Linked DNA regions of Zea mays: region 1 is linked to region 2. A link is a contact called in public Hi-C data. All regions are on one chromosome and are shown on one strand. The core of a region is the stretch at or near the end of the contact, and the rest is flanking DNA. Distances in the headings are between cores, read along the strand shown. Region 1 holds the start of LOC100272783. Region 2 holds the start of LOC103649589 (ATP-dependent RNA helicase).

Region 1 (3,458 bases), core at 29-2,528, 150 kb before region 2:
AAAAAAAATTATTCTCCTTTGCAGGTTATCCATACTATCTTCCATTAGCTTCGCACGTGGACTGTACTGTAAAAGTCAGATTCTCGTCTTTTTATGGTGGAGGCTACGTAACGTTTGATGCAAGTGGTTAAGGTCTTTTTTGCTCAGGATCATGGGTGACGGTCTAGTCTTCGGATTGATAGTCACTAGAGTGTACGTAAGTGTGTGTGATCGTTCTTCTAAAAGTTGTGTGCTTTCATTAACAGAGGCTGGGAGAGGTTGCAAAGACTTGTATTTTCTCGATGTAATGTTTTTGAAATTAATAAAGTCTTCCTTATAAAAAAACTTTAAACATATTCGCTCGTATTTCTTTACCCATTTCAACATCTCCAGTGAACGGGCTTATCGTTTCAACTTTCAAGAAAAGTGTTTTTTTTTAAATAGACATAATAGGACCAATGTAGGCCCTTTTTATGATCTAGGATTTGGAATATTTTCTAAGTTTCTTCTTGGCACAAAAGCCGCCATTTCTAAAGTTGGAGAGAGTTTCATATGATTTTCTAAAGTTTTCTCTATTTTTCTCATGCAGAAGGTAGCCCTATATTTCTTCACTCGAATAGGACTTGTTATAATTTTTCTCTGGTGCTATACTATTTAGCCATCCTAAGAAAAATATGGTTGTTGTCTGTTTCTAAAAAATGGACATAAGCACTTTTTGAGGGTTAAACTCCACTTATACTTGTGATCCAAGATGTTCAATATTTTTGTATGATGTTACTGTTAATCAAGCATCTACTCAATTTTTTAACCCTAGCATAAAAGTTTTTACTATTTCCCCTCGTTTTTAATGGTTTAGCCATTTTTCTATTTAGTGGGCTGAATAGACTGGACCAAAATTATCAATCTATTCAGGTTTGGTTTCTAAAATTATTTAGATTCGATCCTATTTTTAGAACCCGATATTTTAAATAACCAAACCTAATAAACTAAATACCCACTCCTAAAGAATCGGGGATCGGGTACACCATCTCTACGTCCGATGATGAGCCGGTCAAAAGACACCCGTTCAAGAATTTCGACTCGATGCGATTCAAATAATTCTAACTTTGAAAAAAGAAGGTTTCACACAGTCACACCAAACACTGTGAACCCACCCAGAAAGGAACACAGACACAGGGCAGCCCGAGTCACCGGTCTATGCACCCGAGTCCACAACGGTCCCCCACCTCGAACCCACCGATCATCGGCTTCGCCGTCGCTGTAGCCGTCTAAAAATACCTCCCGATCTCCGACGAGTTGTCGAACTATGGCATCTCCCGCGCACCGGGCGCCTCACCGCTTCCGGCGGCCTCTTCGCGCGCCGCTGCCGCCGCCGCCGCCGCGGCTGCCTACTCCCTCTTTATACTCCCGCCGTCCCTCCGCGCACCAGGTGAAGTCCCAGATCTCTCGCCACCTTCTTCCTCCCCACGGCAGAGTTCTCCTCGTGATTGTCGCCTTCCTGGCTTTCATGGAGGTGCTTGCGTGAATGCGGGAAGCTGAGTGATCTCCGATTTTATGCCCTGTTTCACGTGCCAGCAGCATTTTTGCGCGACTTCGCATAGTTCGATTCGATGCCGTTTTATCGGGAAATTCGCTCGGAATGGCCAGTGGTTTTGTACTTTTGTAGCAACGTAGGTACCTGCATGAACATTACTAGGCTTCTGGCGTTGTGCGTGGGGTACGATTTGGGGCCTTCAGCCCTTCACGATATGATGAGTTGATCGGCTGTATATTTTACTTTAACCCAATGTTTGTCCCTATGATTAACTTTTCGTTTTGCCAGACGGGAGTCTGCCGAAGTTCTGTGATTAGTCTCAGTCGCCACTATCTTCTGCAGGTATCCCAATTAAGAACCATCGTGCCAAGACCTTCAAGGAGGCGTCATGCCATTCAAGTTGTCACGGCATTTGATGATGTACTGTGATGCCTCTCCACTTTTAGTAACCATATTTCACTTTGTAGTAGCTTGTATTATGATTTATATTCGACAGTGATTTGGTGCAGGATCCTGGGGATTTCTCGCTGGTGCACGATGACGGGGACGAGCAGTTTGGTGTTCCTCAGTATTCAAGCGAGAGTGAATGGAGCGATGATGATGTCATATTGACGGCATTCACAGATGTTGAGTTACCGATGGCAGTCAAGAGCCGGGCCGAGGGTGCACTAACTATAGCTGCCCATAGGTTCGCCACGATTGACAAAGGGCATAAGAAGAGCAGGTAAGAGTGTTAAGACAATCACCCTTTCCAAACAATCCTAAAATCTAGTGGTTAAGGTGTGTATTTTAGTTTGCCTTCTATTTTCTATATGGGAAAAAAGCGAAAGGGCCTATAGCGTAATGGTTAAGGTTACCGAGTAGCACCTCTAGGGCCTTGGTTCGATCCCCCTCGAGGACAAATTTCTTGCTTGGTTACGTACTGCGCGCCAACCTCCGGCTGGGCCGTTGCAGAATGGGCGGTGACCAAGGTTATTAAAACGATAAAACGTTGGAACGCTCATGAGTGAAATTTTGACTTTTAAACGTTTAAACTTTATTTAAACGTAGTTTTAAACAACATAGGAAAAATACCAATACATCATAATTTCAGACAATAATATGAAGTTAAGTACCAAAACAGAGAGGTTAGTGGCTTACCAAAACTTCACCCATGAGCTGGATTGAACTCCAAAAGTAACTAATAGTCTGGGCCCAAAAGTAGCTAATGGTCTAAAATGCATAAAACACTGCATTTTACAGTTTAGAACGCCAAAACGCTAAAACGTGGTTTCAACCTCTAATTAGAGTTTTGACGTTTAAACGTAGTTTAAACATCGTTTAAACGTAGTTTTAATAACACTGGCGGTGACGGCTCGCTAGTGATGGGGGGCCAGGCTTTGGGGATTTTCTCGGTCGGGACTATGTTTCGGTCTCTTTTTAATATAATACCGGGAGGACGGTCTTTCCTTTCCTGACCGAGTTTTTTTCTGTACGGGAAAATGGGGGTGTAGAACAGCAGCTTTGCATCTTTTGCTTGGTAGTGCAGGAGGCATATATGTGCAATTAGCCTAGGTGCTTATATGAACAGAATAATGTACCAAATTAGGATTATGTTTATTTGTTAATTTCTTTTATGAATTTGAAGTACTAGTAGTAGTTTTTTTTACGAAAGTGAAGTACTAGTAGTAGTACAATAAGAGCATAAGCTACAATCTTCCCGGTTTAATAATTAATACTATGTCTCAAGGAAATTATGTAGTTCTTGTTTGTCATGGTAAATGAAACAGAAATAATGCCATACTACTATGGATAGATAAGCTTTTTTCCATCTGACTTAACTAGGTTCTAACAAAAGTTCTTTACATCGCTTCCCAGAACTCAACAAGGGCTGATGAATAATGTTGGACTGGTTGCTTTCTTAGTGATGTTACTTTTCTTTGTCGACTGGTGTTCTTGGAAGATT
Region 2 (3,493 bases), core at 938-3,437:
TCAGTTTTATCTTCATCTTTTTCTATTGTTATCACGCCTTAAAATCCTACTATGCTTCTTCAGCTTGGCTCAGTCTGCTTATATTTCAGATTATCTTGCAATAATTGGATGTTGTTTTTGGCTGAGTTAGAAGCCCCGTGCAGGTCCGCTCAGGCTTCTTATGTTTCAGATTCTCCTGCAACTATTTGGTGTTGTTTTTGGCTGAGTTAGAAGCTCCGTCCAGGTTGGCATATAAGAGATTTTTTCTTATAGTGCCGCTTGCTGCTACTTACTAGCATGAAGAAGTTCCCTTAGTTTTTTAGCTGTTAGGAATTCTAAAATCTTACAGGAAGTTCACTGCCATTAAAAGGCCCAGAAACACAAATGCACACCCTTGCCAAAAACATCGCTGGGACTTCTTTGGTCTACACAAAATATTTTATTATGTCCAAATTCAACATTTGTGATATGCAAGTCCTGATCCCATGCAAAATGTTTGCAGGATAAACGATGCTCCATAAATCATGAAGCAGATGCCCCCGCCACCTAAGGATTTGGAGATTGCTATAGTGTAAGTAGAGTGCAGTGATCAAGTAGAGTGTAGTGATCAAGGGGTCTTGATAATGTTAAAAGGCTACAAGCATTAGCCGGGACATAGTCCAAGCCTGATACAAGAAAAGTGTTACTTAACGTTATGCCCAACTTTGTTTTGTTTGTGCTACGAGTTGTATAACTATTTAAGTAATTATGTAGCTATTTTTATTTCAGTTTCACTAGCATTGTCTAGAACATGGTGTTCGGTATACATGTTTTATACTAATTTTTAACTTCCGTGGCAACGCACGGGCACATAACTGCATCTCAGTGGATCATGCACATTGTTTGCAGTCGGAGCTCGAGCTGCCCTTCGATCGAACCAAGAACAACCCTGCTGCCCTCACAACATCAAAGTTTGGTATCAGCAAGATGGAGCTTCTCAAGGCATGCTTTTGTAGGGAGTGACTGCTGATGAAGAGGAACTCATGGATGAAGGTATCAGGTACTAGCTGACTTAACAGAATATCCATCAGTATTCTACAATGATCAATACAGGTTGTCCAGTTGTTTTTTCATGTTTGTGTTCAGTTGCCTCCAACTTTCTTGCATATGCACAATACTTCTGAATATTTGTGAATAATTGTTGCCTCAGCCAAACTGTTTATTGTTTATTTACTGAAGCACTCACCAGTTTCTCTTAAATTGCAGATCATTGATCCCTTTCATGTCATGGTCTATTCAAAAGGAAAATCCACTTCTGAGATTAACAGTTGAGAACTGTGAGTTGTCCAGTATTGGTGTGATTATACTTCTGGACTGCCTCACAAATGCGAAGCAACTCCTTGATGTGCTATCTATTGCAGACAATCATCTAGGGAGGTGAGTTGTATGTCTTTTCATGCATTTTGTTCTGTTGTGCTGTATTAAGTCAACATATTAATTGAAATGCGATTGCAGTCCTGTGGCAGCTGCATTGGCCAGATTCTTGGGTTCACATGTACGAGCTTTAAATGCTACAGATATCGGCTTGGGAACAGTAGGCTTCCAAATACTTGAGGAAACATTGCCAACAGAAGTAGCTCTTTCCCACATCAACATCAGGTAGAACCAAGCACTTCCACTCAACATAGATGTCAGTTTTCTCACTGACATTATTTATATTTTGTAGTAAGAATCGTGGTGGGATCAGAGCAGCATATTTTGTTTCCAGATTAATATGTCGAGCACCAAACCTTGTCTCAGTCAATGCAGCAGGGAATCTGTGGACCCTCTGCAATATGTGTATGATAGGATGTGTCATACGTGTGTTGATATATGTTAACTGAATTGGCAAAACACTTGATATATATTAAAATATGTTGACCCCAATAATCCTATCAAGATTTTCCTTTGGTATTATATATGTTTCATACAAATTTTTTTACTCCCGTCGCAACGCACGGGCATTCACCTAGTTCTCCAATAACAACATTATATATAGAGGTAAAAGTTAGTATTATGAGCATTCATTAGATGATACATTTATTGAAACCTTTTACCAAAAAAAACTGTTGAAACAAACATCGACAAGAAAGGAAAAGAGATGCAATTCAAAGGAAAGGAAAGGAAATAAGATGAGAAAAAAAACACTACTCGTAGTGGGCTATGCCTCAAGCCGGCGTGGTTGGACTACTGGGCCGTGTGTTTTCACGCAGCCCAGCCCATCTCACGACTGTCGACGCTCTGTCGCTAACTTCGCCCCAGCGTCAGCCTCGGCTCAGCCCCCGCCATCGCTGATTCGCTGGCCATCAGAGTCGGCGGCCAGGCCATGTCGAGGTTCTGGAAGCCAGGGTCGGAGAAGCCGAGCACCCTACTCGTCGACGACGAGGAGGGCGGAGTCGTCTTCCTGCCCTCCTCCAGCTCCGTCTCCTCCTCCGGGTGCGTTTCTAAACCCTAAACCCTCCCTTTCCGTCTCGCATTTGTCCTCACACCCGCTGCTTGACGTTTCAAAACCTGAGACTGGGTGTTCTCGCTGTTGCTTTGGTTGTGTTCGACGGTAGCTTTGGTTACGCGAGTCTAGAGAGACAGCGGCAACGGCTGCCGGTGTACAAGTACCGCAAAGCCATTCTCTACCTGGTGGAGCGGCACGCCACCACCATTGTCGTCGGCGAGACTGGCAGCGGCAAGTCCACGCAGATCCCTCAGGTACTCCCTGAATAAGTCCTTCGCTGCTTCATCGAACGCATCGGGGTGTGGATTTTTCGGGGCCGGCTTACTGCCTAAAGGGATGGTTAGGATTGTGCGTGCTGCACTTATGTCAGTTGGCATTTGGTCGAACAGCTGCTGCGCGTGGTTGAGTTCCCATGGCTAGCATTCATACATTCTGTGTTCTAGATATGTGATTTTTTCGGGGTTGACCTACTGCCTTAAGGTGACGAGGTCGATGGGTATACTTAACCAATGGTCAATTATTTTTGATAATTCTGTTTGGATTTCATCCACAACTTGTGTGTGAATTTGGCATATGCAATGTGACTGGATTCCTGATTGGATTAGAACTTGGACAGTAATTCTATATGGAGCTTTGATGACTCAATTTTGCCATGGATTCATCCCTCGAGGTGGTGTTTGCCAGCTACCACTGACCATCCACGCCTACTGGTGGTGTTATAGGTTTTATGTTGTGCGTGTAGATCCACATCAAAGCTAGTTCATATATTGGGCACATAGACATACACTAGTGTGCAATCATTTAGATGCGCGCAATAAACCAAAAAGGTGGAAAAGAGGACCAGAGGAGCAAAAATGAGCCAACAAGAGTGCAAGGAAGACTAAAGCTTTGAAGCATATAAACTTCTGAAAATAGTAATCTACAAACAGTTTGTGTCTTTCTTTCTGATTATGTTTTATTTCTAATAATTTCACTGTACTTTGATCAGTACCTTAAGGAGGCTGGTTGGGCTGACGGTGGTCGGCTTATAGGATGCACTCAGCCCAG

Evidence for each region. A called contact is a pair of places that touch in the nucleus more often than the background predicts.
Region 1: a contact with region 2 is called in a Hi-C map of leaf, with 6 times the contacts expected there. The contact joins the promoter of LOC100272783 here to the promoter of LOC103649589 in region 2. A contact is called at or near these places in 4 of 25 Hi-C or Micro-C datasets (endosperm, leaf and seedling) and 2 of 3 datasets of contacts at active chromatin or transcription factors (leaf and seedling).

What each region holds. Positions count from the first base shown.
Region 1 is chr3:3,913,977-3,917,434 of Zm-B73-REFERENCE-NAM-5.0, reverse strand. LOC100272783 reads left to right here and starts at 1,278. Exons shown (of 8, transcript NM_001147236.1): 1 at 1,278-1,408; 2 at 1,856-1,933; 3 at 2,023-2,237.
Region 2 is chr3:3,769,468-3,772,960 of Zm-B73-REFERENCE-NAM-5.0, reverse strand. It overlaps LOC103649589 (ATP-dependent RNA helicase), which reads left to right and starts at 2,187. Exons shown (of 24, transcript XM_008675331.4): 1 at 2,187-2,433; 2 at 2,556-2,700; 3 at 3,435-3,493. The coding sequence starts at 2,324. LOC103641932 (a long non-coding RNA gene) reads left to right here. Exons shown (of 13, transcript XR_002268530.1): 8 at 131-223; 9 at 482-550; 10 at 868-1,011; 11 at 1,225-1,395; 12 at 1,474-1,617; 13 at 1,685-1,747.